Regions from separate parts of the Oryctolagus cuniculus genome. Here region 2 is linked to region 1. A link is a contact called in public Micro-C data. All regions are on one chromosome and are shown on one strand. Each heading gives the region's core, a stretch centred on a gene start, on an enhancer-like site or on the middle of the called end of the contact. The rest is flanking DNA. Distances are from core to core; before and after follow the strand shown. Region 1 overlaps COL18A1 (collagen type XVIII alpha 1 chain). Region 2 holds the start of POFUT2 (protein O-fucosyltransferase 2).

Evidence for each region. A called contact is a pair of places that touch in the nucleus more often than the background predicts.
Region 2: a contact with region 1 is called in a Micro-C map of ear pinna, with 18 times the contacts expected there. The contact joins the promoter of POFUT2 here to the enhancer-like site in region 1. A contact is called at or near these places in 2 of 6 Hi-C or Micro-C datasets (ear pinna and an unstated tissue).

What each region holds. Positions count from the first base shown.
Region 1 is chr4:1,302,720-1,308,537 of mOryCun1.1, forward strand. All of the region lies in intron 1 of COL18A1 (collagen type XVIII alpha 1 chain), which reads right to left. Among named protein-coding and RNA genes, the nearest start is that of COL18A1, 22 kb to the right of the region's middle. Within about 2 kb of position 2,537, at least 3 of the 8 cell types and tissues checked have an H3K27ac peak or open chromatin away from gene starts, as enhancers often do. A contact at or near this core is called in ear pinna, where this site is marked.
Region 2 is chr4:1,406,304-1,412,121 of mOryCun1.1, forward strand. It overlaps POFUT2 (protein O-fucosyltransferase 2), which reads left to right and starts at 3,418. Exons shown (of 9, transcript XM_051839972.2): 1 at 3,418-3,582; 2 at 4,922-5,172. The coding sequence starts at 3,452.

The DNA of each region.
Region 1 (5,818 bases), core at 1,287-3,786:
ACGCCTGGGGAGACTCGCGCCAGCACCACGGCAATGCAGAGACGCAGAGACTCGGAACAGAGTTCCTCCGAGCGAGACCCGCACGCTGCCAGCGAGCGATGAAAAGACGCCTGGTCCATCCGTCATCGCCGAGACGCAAGCCAAACCACCGGATGCCACCGCTCACCCACTCAGCAGCTCGGTGCCGAGGTCGGACAAGAACAGACCGGGCGGGGCCTGGTGGGGCCGGGCGCTCCTCACGATGGAGGGCAGGTGCACGCGTGCTCCAGAAACTCCCGTGTCCCCGGCCCCAGTAACTGCATTACGTGCCAGAGCCAGAAGGTGGACGCGACCCAAACGTCCATCCGCTGGTGCCCGGGGGACACAGCACTACAGCACTCAGCCGCGAAAGGGGATGGAGCCGACACGCCACAACACGGATGAACCCTGAGGACATCATGTGACAAGGAGAAGCCACACGCAAAGGGCCCCACGCTGCGTGTCTCACACAAGCGCCCAGAACATGGAAACCCACAGAGAGCCAAGTCCACTGGCAGGGTGGGCATGGGCCTGGCCAGGAAGCTGCAGCTTGGGGCACCCCGTCCCACATAGAGCCCCTGGGTTCCAGTCCCAACACAGCTGCCTGCCAGTGCAGACCCCAGCAGGCAGCGGGACAGCTCAGCGGTCCACGCCACCCACACGAGAGACCCAGGTTGAGCCCCCAGCTCCACCCCCGGCCTAGCCCTGGCCCTCGTGGGATGCCCAGGGAACAAGGAGGTAAGAGAGGGGTCGGGCATGGGCAGGGCAGGACGGAGGGCTCCTCGCAGGGGACGAAATGCTCGGTGCCGGCTGTGTGGACGCTGGCACACGCCTGCACACGCAAAGCCACGGGATCACCCACTTTCCATGGAGTTCCGTGGCCCGTGGACTCTGTGGAGCTGCGAGGAAGACTCCAGTTTCCTGAACCACACCGTCCCGAAAGCTTCGTCTGCAGGACTTTCAGTGAGGTTTTTCATGTGTTTCTTTGATGAATGCCATTCACTTTTTAAACTCACTTTAGTTAAGAGGGAGAGAAAACACTTCACTGGGCCACTCTCCAAATGCCCACCACGGCCAGAGCGGGGCCAGCGCCGAAGCCGAGAGCCGGGAAACCAAGCCAGGTCTCTCGGGGTGGTGTCGCCGCTGCCTTCCTGGGTGTGCGTGAGTAGGAAGCCGGAGCCGGAGCCGGAGCCGGAGTCGGGAACTGACAGCCCTGGGCTGTGAGAGGCGGGGGCTGAGGGTCTGTGGTCTTCCACACCAAGCAGGAACACGGGGTCACCTCTGCCGCCTTTCAAGGCGGTCACCAGCGCTTTCCAAGACACACATTTGCTAATGGCTGACCACGTCACAGGGTCACTCCCAGATCTCGGGTGTGCACACCGAGAGCCTCTCATCCTGGCCCCTCCTCAGAGATGCTCGTGTGTGTGTCTGTGTGAGCCCCATGCGTGTACATGTGCTTCCCGTGTGAGCCCCGTGTGTCCCATGTGCATCTCATGTATGCCCTGTGTGCATCTCGTGTGCATCCATGTGCATCCTGTGTGTCCATGTGTCCCTGTGCATCCATGCGTGTGCCCCGTGTGTACCTTGTGTGCTTCCCATGTATGTCCGTGTGCCCTGTGTGTGCCCCGTGTGTCCCATGGGTGCCCTGTGTGTGCCCCTCATGCACCCTGTGTACATCCGTGTGTGTCTCATGTGCATCTCGTGTGTACCCCATGTCTGTGTGCCCCAGGTGTATCTGTGTGTTCCCCGTGTGTACCTTATGTACATCCCATGTATGTCCATGTGCCCTGTGTGTGCCTCGTGTGTCCCATGTGTGCCCTGTGTGTGCCCCTCATGTACCCTGTGTACATCCGTGTGTGTCTCATGTGCATCTCGTGTGTACCCCGTGTCTGTGTGCCCCATGTGCATCCATGTGTGTTCCCTGTATGTACCTTGTGTGCATCCCATGTGTGTCCATGTGCCCTGTGTGTGCCCCTCATGCACCCTCTGTACATCCGTGTGTGTCTCATGTGCATCCTGTGTGCACCTCTTGTGTACTCCGTGTGTGTCCGTGTGCCCCATGTGCATCCGTGTGTGTGCCCTGTGTGCACTTTGTGTGCGTCCCATGTATGTCCGTGTGCCCTGTGTGTGCCCCATGTGTCCCATGTGTGCCCCATGTGTGTCCTGTGTGTGCCCCACATGCACCCTGTGTACACTCGTGTGCCCCATGTGCATCTGTGTGTGTGTCCCGTGTGTACCTTGTGTGCGTCCCATGTATGTCCATGTGCTTTGTGTGTCCCATGTGTGCCCCATGTGTGTCCTGTGTGTGCCCCACACATGCACCCTGTGTATAGCCCTGTGTGCCTCATGTGCATCCCGTGTGCCATGGGTGTCCCATGTATGTCTGTGTGTGCCTCATGTGTGCCCCGTGTGTGCCCCTTGTGCATCCGGTGTGTGTCCCGTGCCCGCGGCTGACACTGAGCGCTCCCTCCCACGAGGCTCTGAGTCACATCCCACAGGCAGTGAGTGCCCACCGCACGGCCGGCTCCCAACACGCACACCTCACGGGCAAGACGACGCACGTTCAGTCAGCGGATGCATGCCGAGCTCCTGCGGGGAGCCGGAGCTGCATCAGGGGAGGCAGGACAGGGACAGGGCTCTGGCGCCCACAGAGTGGACACCGAGGGGAGACCAGGCAGGCAGCAGCCGGGCCAGGACCCAGCAGGCCGTGGCGAAGAATGCAGAGGGGACTGGCACATTCCCGTGTGCTGACGCGGCCACCGCTGGAGGCCAGCAGGGCGGGGCATGGGCAGCAGGGGGACGGCCCACGCGGCTACGGCTGTGCGCGATGACTCACTGCCGCCGGTGGCTCAGCTGCCCCTCCAGGAATACGGCGGCGTGGCCAGGCACACAGCCGGCGCCTCTTTCAAGTGAGAGCTACAGAGCCAGGAAACACACCGGGCAGCACCTTCACCAGGGCTCACAGTGGGGACGACGCGCCGGGGCCCACAGACACCCCAGCCCCGGGACCCGACGGCGACGAGCTGGGCAGTAACGGCCCAGTGGGTTTTTCAAGGTTTAAGGGTTGCTTATTAACTGGATTTTTAATGGAAGGCTCGAGGGCCAGCTCAGACCGCCAGGTTCTCACGGTGGGAGGGGAGGCGACGGGAGGGGCTGCCCCTGAGTGGTGGGGGTCACCGCTCCCCAGACGGGCACAAGGGAGGGGCCAGGGCAGGGCCGGGGGGCAGCGCTCCCGGGACCAGAGTGTCCTGGCTGGAAGGGGTCAGGGGCCTCTGGTCACTGCTGATTCACACAGAGCCCTGGCCAAGGAGGGGGCGGGGCTTCGGGTCATGCCCCCGCGACCCTCCATGGGGAGCAGGTGCCCCGCCCCTTGCCTGGGCCCCTAGCCGCGCTGGGCCAGAGCTCTGCACCGCAGACTCAGTGTCTGCTGCTGGCCCTGGAAACGGGGCGGCATCGGGGACCCCGGGGTGGGGACCACCCCTCTGTCGGCTGTCTTGTTTGGAGAGAGGAGGAGGAAGCATAGGGACTCACACCGCCCCTGCCGCCTGGAAGACGGGGGCGTACAACACCCACTCTCGTTTCCAGCCGTAAACCCCACAGGCCCGCTCCCACGCCCCCACCTGCCTCGAGCCGGCTCCCGGCTTCCCGGGTGCACCGGCTGCGGGCCTGGCCGGTTTCCTCGGAGGGTTTTCTGTTTATTCACGGTCTGAGCTCTCACAAGCTGAGGACGTCTGTCTGCAGCTGTCATCTAATAAAGCAGCTTCAGGCTCCCAGGCCCTGCGCCTGGGCCACCACCCGCCCCGCCAAGCGGCCAGGAGCCAGGGTCAGGGACCGGGAGGGTGAGCTGGGGCCAGGACAGTCGTGCGCCCAGTGGTAGTGCCAGGCCACGTGCCGCCCGCCCGGTGTCGCCAGCACAGCCCGGGGGTCCAGCCGCGCCCCACCAGCCCCTGGCTCTGGCCACCGGCACAGGGCCGCAGCTCCGCCCAGGGCCTCAGGAAGTCGTTCAGACGAGCCCTTCAGTCCAGAGCCAGACGCTAATGCACTTAACAGGACGGTGCTGAGCCCGCGGGGGCGGCCGCTTCGGTGTTCCGAGTTCCACCCAAACGCCAGGCAGGAGGACACGGCTCCCTGGCAGCCCGGGGCCCTGCTTCCTTCACACGTCCCGTCCAGATCAGCTCCCCGGCGGCCAGAGCCAATCAGACAGACCTGTCAGACCTGGGCCACCGCCAGGGGGAGCCACAGACCCCTTCGCCATGTCCTTCACTGGGAAGGGGCGTAACCAAGGCCAGCAAGTCTTTCTCCCCTGGCACCCAGAGCCACCTGCCACTAAGGGCCCCATGGAGGCCAACCCGGGGTGACACGGGACCCCCAGCCACAGCCGCCTGAGACTCCATCCGCCGGGAGCACCCAGCTCTGCCGGATCCACCCCAGCCTGGCTGCTGCACCCTCCCGGGGCTCCTGAGAGACTGCCCTGCCCCTCCCCCAGGCCACCACGGATGCCACGGTGGGTGCTGAGACACGGACCCTAGAACTGAAAGGTCCAGGGCCCTTGGCACATCCAGGGTAGGAAATGGCCCGTGTTATCACTCCCTGTGCGGCTGCGGGAAAAGGGGTCCACGTCCCACCCACGATCAACCCGAGATCAGGCGGTCACCGCGGAGGGCTGGGGGCAGCAGGCGGATCTACAGGCTGCCCGGCAGCTGCCCTGCAGCAGGCTCCGCGGCCTGGGCGGGCAGTGGCCGACGCGCTCCTGGGTTCTGAACTCGGGCAGGCAGGACGCGGAACTCCCCCCGGGGCCTGCAGGGGGAGCGCCGCCTGCACCTCGAGCTTAGCCAGGGAGGCCTTGCCGACTCCACGCGGCAGAGCTGGAGAACAAATGTGTGCTGTTTGGTGCCGTTTAGAATGCGTGTTTATTTATCTACTTGGAAACAGAGATTTCACTCATCTGCTGGCTCACTCCCCAGTGCCCACGACAGCTGGGGCTGGAGCTTAGAACTCCATCCGGGTCGCCCGTGGGGGCGCAGGGACCCAAGCGCATGATCCATCACCTGCTGCCTCCCAGGGTGCATCGGCAAGAAGCCGGACTACAGGCCGAGGAGCCAGGACTCAACCGGCACTCCCACACGGGACACGCATGCCCCAGCAGCAGCGCAACCCACTGGGCTACGATGCCTGCCCCAGAGGAGTGCTGTTCAAGCCACTAAGTGTGTGGTCACTTGTCACGACAGCCACTGCGTGTCCACGGCTGCCCCACTCCGTCACCAGCCTCCTGTGGGCAGGGCTGGGCCGTCGCCCCCGTCCTGCTGTGCCTGTTGGCTCCTTTTTCCTCTCCACGGTGCCGACACCCACACTCATCCTGTCTTCCCGCCACAGGCCCCACGGACCTGAACGATGGCCACGCGCTTCTCACGTGGGGCCTCGGGCAGCGGGCAGGGACGTGGCCCTGCCCCCATCAGTCAGAGAGCAGACATTTCTATAAACTACAGTCGGAGGCCAGGCCAGCAGCTGCACACACCCCACAGAGCAGCCGTCACATCCTGCTCATCCCCGGGCAGCCACACCCAGCGGGTGCCTGCGCGTCCTCCCACAGCAGACAAACCCGCCAAGGCCACTTAGCAAGCAAATCACTCCCTCTGGGAGAACTAGGGCCTGTGCCCCCACGCAGGGGGCTCAGCGCTGTGTCCTCGCCCCACCCAGAGCCACGCCCCAGCGTCCCAGGGAACCAGGAATGCGATGCGTGGCCAGGTGCAAACCCCAAGATCCCACCCCACAGGGGTGACTGCCTGGGCCAGCAGCCCAC
Region 2 (5,818 bases), core at 2,168-4,667, 100 kb after region 1:
ATGGCAGATACAGACGGGAGTTGTGGGGTTGAGCTGCACGGAGCCTGCTGCCTGGCCCTGCCCTAGCCGTGCAGCTCGGTCCTCGGGCTGGGAACTGGCACTGACTGGGGGCTTGCTCCAGGTGCCCACCCTGCCCTGCCCCCTGGGCCCCAGCCAAGCGCTCCTCAAACCCTACAGCAAAGCACCGGGGTCATCCCCCCCCACAGCCTCGGTTTCCCTCCCAAGCTCCTGATATGAATCATTGTCCCCAGACGCAGGTGGCAGGTGGCACAGAGCCCCCGGCAGTGCCCACACGGCTCCAGGGCCACCCGAGGGCCTGGTGGGTTTGTGCTTCTCAGGACTGGGGATGGTGGTACACGTGTCCCGTGGGCTGATCTGAATCTATCCCGGGACCCACGTCCACAGTGTCTGGAGCTCAGCCAGGAGAAGGAAAGGGAAACCATCATGGAATTGACCACCTGGCTGGGCCAGCAGCCTCCCCCCCCCCCGCCACCTTGTGCCCATCCCGTCCCCCTCCCCCGCCCAGTCTCCTGGGTCTGAGAGGGAGGCCAGTCCCTGAAGTCAGGCCCCAAACACAAGTGAGCAGCCAGGCAGTCACGAGGGAGTTTGGACACCAGCACGGCGGAGGGCAGAGCCACGCAGGCCCGAGGACACCGCCCTCCACGCCCTCCACTTCCCCACAGCGGTTCCAGCCACTGCACTGGGTCCAGAAGAGCCCCAGGGGAAGCCTCACCCTCGGCAGCACAGACAGGCAGCCATAAGGCGGCCACGGCAAATGAGGGACCAGGACGCTCACGTCTCTTGGTTTTTAATAAAGATTTATGTATTTATTTGAGTGGCAGAACAAGAGAGAGAGAGAGAGATCTTCCACCTGCTGGTTCACTCCCAATGGCTGAAATAGCCAGGGCTGGGCCAGCCAAAGTCAGGAGCCTGGAGCTCCATCCGGGTCTCCCACTTGGTGCAGTCTCCCACTTGGGCCATGCTCCGCCGCTTTCTGGGATGTGTGTTAGCCAGGAGCTGGATTGGAAGTGGAGTAGCCAGGACCTGAACAGGCGCTCGTGTAGGCCTCGGTGAGGGCCCCGCCCCTCGCAGGAAGTCTGAAACCAGAATCAGAAACTCCCCGCCCTGGCACCGCCCCGTGCATGTCCAGGGACAAGGCCAGGGTTTTGCTGTGGGCACCTGTGACAAGCAGGGGGTCCAGGAACTCAGGACTCAGGGTCCTGGGGTGGTCTCCCAGATGGACCAGCAAGGCCGCCTGTCCTCTGGCTGGGCGCCACCACCCAACCTCTGAGTGCCAGGCGAGGCCCTGGGGCCAACAGGGTCAAAGTATGACCTTGGTCAGTCCCACAGTTGCACCTGCTAGGCCGCAGCCCCCGCCCCCCTCCTCAGGTCAGGCTCCCGAGGGGCCTCTCAGAGCCCCCAGCACTGCAGAGGCCCAAGGCCTGATCTCAGGGTTCGCTGTGGACAAGGGACCGGCTTGGTGGCCTCACCAGGCCTCCGCTGCCCGGCTCAGCAGCGCCCCCGTGTGCCGCGGTGGGGTGGAACTTTCCGTATTCCGTGCAGACCCAGCTGGAGGCCGGCTTCCAGGGCAGTGTTCTCCTGCCCTCCTGTGGCGGCCCTGTGGCCAGTGGCCTCGCTGTCCAGGAAGGAGTTCTGGTCTGGGGACAGGCCCTGGTGCCCACGCCTCCAGTTAGGAGGCTAAAGATTACTCACAAAATCGGCCCCAGGCTGTTCATCCGGGGCTCTACACCAAACTCCTAGGGCCTGAATGAAGAGGGAGTGGGGGTGGGGACAGAAGAGAGCCCCCCCCATGTGCACCCAGCTGTCCTCGGGAGAAACCCAGGTGCGGGGGCCCCAGCAGGCAGGGGAGAGCTCCCGCGGTCTGAGCCAGGCTGGGCCTCGTCCGTGGCCGATCACAGGTCTTCTGTGGGTCTTGTGCCCGCTCTGCCAGGCACCCCGGGTCCTGGGGGCCCAGCAGCCCTCCTCCATGAGGTGCTTACAACAGGGTGTTCAGCTGGAGCCGTGGGGGACCAGGGACAGGGCTGGGCACTCGAGCGGCCTGGGGGCGCCCCCTCTGGTTTTGTTGCCTTTGTTGTGCTCTGACTTCTGGTTTGGGGTGTTTCGTGGGTCTTTTTTATTGGTTTTTCATTTGTACTTACTTGAAAGAGAGAGAGGAAGAGACGAGAGATTCTCTGCTGGTTCACCCCCCCACCCCCCCACCCCCGACGGCTGCATTGGCCGGGACTGGGTCAGGCAAAGTCTGGGGCTGGAACCTCCGTCCAGGTTTGAGTGGCAGGAGCCCAGGGACTTGAGCCATCACCTGCTGCCTCCCAGGGACGTCAACCCAAGCTCCCCGAAACGGCACGCGCCCCGACCGCTGCACCTGACGCCCACCCCTCGCCTCTCCTTTTAAAACTGGCTTGGGCCCAAACCAGTGCCAGGGTGACAGAAACGTGTCCACAGCAGCTCTCATAAACTCGGGGTGAGTAAGCGGCCACGTCGTGTGGGGTGCCATCCCGCAGAGGGCTCCGGGCCGGGCTGCGCCCCCAGGACATCCCATCCCGAGCAGCTGAGGGACGCGTGGCCCCTTCTGTGCCTACAGCCCAGCAGCTCGGGGGTGTTTCCTCAGCCAGTGGCCGCCCTCCCCCAGTGCGAAGGGGGTGGGTTTTGCCCTCCTTGAAAGACAGGCAGCCCCCTGTGGTTGCACCCCTACCGAGACATCCCGGACCCCCACCCCACCCCACCCCGGGCCGTGTGGCCTCTCCAGGCCAGGGAGCAGGTGTGCAGGCTGGGCCCAGTGTCTCCCCTCCACCCACCCCATGCACAGTGAAGCCCTGGGTGGCCGAAGGGCAGAGGGCCTGGACCCCGGGGACCCTGGGCACCAAGCGTCCTGCTGCACGGGTCCAGGTGAGGATCCAACGCGCCAGGCGGATGGCCAAGCCCCGGCCGGGTCCCCGGCCCACACGGAGACCCCCTGAGCAGCAGCTGGCCGCAGACAGGGCTCCCCAGACACCCGTGCCGCGGTGCTCTCGGGTAAATGCGAATCGCGGGGGTTCCCGCGTGCCGGCGGAGAGGCCGGGGCGGAGGCGGCCCGCATTCCCCACCCGCCAGGACCCAGGCCCGGGACCCCCGCAGGTGTGTGGGCTGCTGACCAAGACCGGCCCCGCCCCCGAGTCAAAGTCCTTAAACTCTGCATAAACTATGCCAGGCCCCGCGGCAGACACGCCGGGGCCGAACGCCTCCGTCTCCCCTATCGCGATGCTGCGGCCGCGCGCGTGGGAGCCCCAACTCGGCGGTGCGCGACGGCCGGCAGCGCACCAGGCGCTAGGCGCACGCGCGGCCCGGGGCGCGCGCCGTTACCCCGGTTACAGGCGACGCGCCCTCGGAGGCGGGCTCGGCGCGCGCTTCCGGGGCGGGGCGCGGCGGCCGGAAGTGCGTGGCCGCCGGGGCCATGGCGGCGCTCGGCGTCGTCTGCTTGCTGCTGGGGGCGGCGTTGTGGCCGCCCGTCTCGGCTTCGGGCGAGGAGTTCTGGCCGGGCCAGTCGGCGGCCGACATCCTGTCGGGAGCGGCGTCCCGCCGACGGTAAGCGCGCGTGCCGCCCACGCCCGCGGGGAGGGGGAGCCGGGGTCGAGGCGGGGTCCCGAGCGAGCGGGTCGGGATGTCCCGAGTGGGCGGGGCCGGGGGCGGGGCCAGGGGCGGGGCCTGGGCGGGGCGCGTCGAGCCCCGCGTGGGGATGCGGGTGCTGGCGCCGGCGGCCGGGCGTCTTCCCGCGGCGGGCAGCCGAGCAGCCCGGGAGAGCCGACCCGGCCGGGCGCTGCGCCTTCGCCCGGGCTCTCCCGGCCGGCTTTCGCCCGTCGCAGTCCCAGGGGAGAGCTGCGGGACCCGCGGAGGTCGCCGCCCTCAGCTGCCGTGTCTGTTCTGAGTTGTTTACCGGCTTCCCCTCCGAAAGACGTGACCTCTGAAGCCGCACGGAATACCAGAATCTTTATTTCTTTTAAAGATTTTACTTATCTGAAAGGCAGAATTAATGAAAGACAAAGCTTGTCCATCCTCTGGTTCATTCCCCAAATGACCGCAGTGGCCAGGGCTGGGCCAGGCCAAAGCCTGGAGCCAGGAGCTTCTTCCAGGTCTCCTGTGTGGGTGCAGGGGCCCAAGGACCTGGGCTGTTTCCTACAGCTTTCCCAGGCCACAGCAGAGAGCTGGACCAGAAGTGGAGCAGCCGGGACTTGAACTGGTGCCCACATGGGATGCTGGGGCTGCGCCACAGCACCGGCCCCCAGGTTCTTTTTCAGAGTTAGCCGACTTGAGGGACACAGATTCTCCATTTCCTGGTTCATTCCCCGAATGCTGGCAGTGGCTGGACCAGGTGAAGAAGCTGGGAGCCGGGCACTTGTCTGGGTCTCCCCTGCGGGTGCAGGGCCGGGGTCTTCTGCCCTCGCCCGCTGCCTGCAGTTGTGTGCCCAGGCGGGAAGCTGGAGTCGGGAGTGGGGCCAGGACTTGAACCCAGGCCCTGCAGTGCGGGGTGCGGCTTCACCGCCGGGCAGCTGCCGGCCTCTGGGGGGGTTGTGGACATGTGACGGTTTGGTTTTGTGAGCTCAGTTCCGGTGAGCGTCTCCTGGGAGACGGATTCAGCTGCTGCCCAGCAGCCCCGTGGCCTCTCAGTAACCGCCCTGCACAGGCCAAGCCCCGGGCACTGACCCTGGTCTCAGCTGCTGGTGTCGGAGGCCGTGCTGGGTCGTGGGCGGCAGGGGCAGAGTCGGCGGTACAGAGACCCGGAGCCGGCCGCTCGGAGGCCGTGCTGGGTGCCCTGGGGCTGTGCTGGGGCTGGGTGGTGGGCGGCAGGGCACAGCCGGCGGTGCAGACGCGGAGCCGGGCCGCCCTGGGCAGAGGCTCAGCCCGCCACGCGCGCTCCCGCCGTCAGGTACCTGCTGTACGACGTGAACCCCCCGGAAGGCTTCAACCTGCGCAGGGACGTCTACATCCGCGTGGCGTCGCTGCTGAAGACGCTGCTGAAGACCGAGGACTGGGTGCTGGTGCTGCCGCCCTGGGGCCGCCTCTACCACTGGCAGAGCCCCGACATCCGCCAGGTCCGCATTCCCTGGTCCGAGTTCTTTGACCTTCCGAGTCTCAACAGGAACATCCCGGTGATCGAGTACGAGCAGTTCATTGCAGGTGAGGCGGAGGCGCGGGGCCGCGGGGGCGCGGGGCGCGGGGGCGCGGGGCCGCGGGGCCGCGGGGGCGCGGGGCGCGGGGGCGCGGGGGCGCGGGGCCGCGGGGGCGCGGGGCGCGGGGGCACGGGGCGCGGGGGCGCGGGGCGCGGGGGCGCGGGGGCGCGGGGCGCGGGGGCGCGGGGCCGCGGGGGCGCGGGGGCGCGGGGGCGCGGGCCGCGGGGCCGCGGGGCCGCGGGGGCGCGGGGGCGCGGGGCCGGGCTGAGCGTCTGCAGTGGACCTCGGCCAGCACCCTTCCCCCACCCCGGCCCGCTGCAGCGCTTGCTCTGGGCCCCGGCCCCGGTGACCGCTGCCTGGGCTCTAGGGAGGTGGCTGGGAGGCCTGCGAGCTCTGTGCCCGTGGCTGCCTGACATGGGCCACGCACAGCTCCGGTAGGAGCGTGGCCTGCCCCAGGGCCGTCTGGTGGCCCCCACGCTGTGTGCAGACGGTGTCTCCCACCCTGTAGCACGTCTCATCAACTTCCTGGCGTGAAATTCTCCCATTTTAATTTCTTTTAGGGAAGAAACAAAGGTTTTTTAGATGAGAGGAGCTTAGAGGTCCTGTTGTTCTGTTGGGAAGATGTAAGTTTAAGTCGGTGGCCCTGCCGTGCG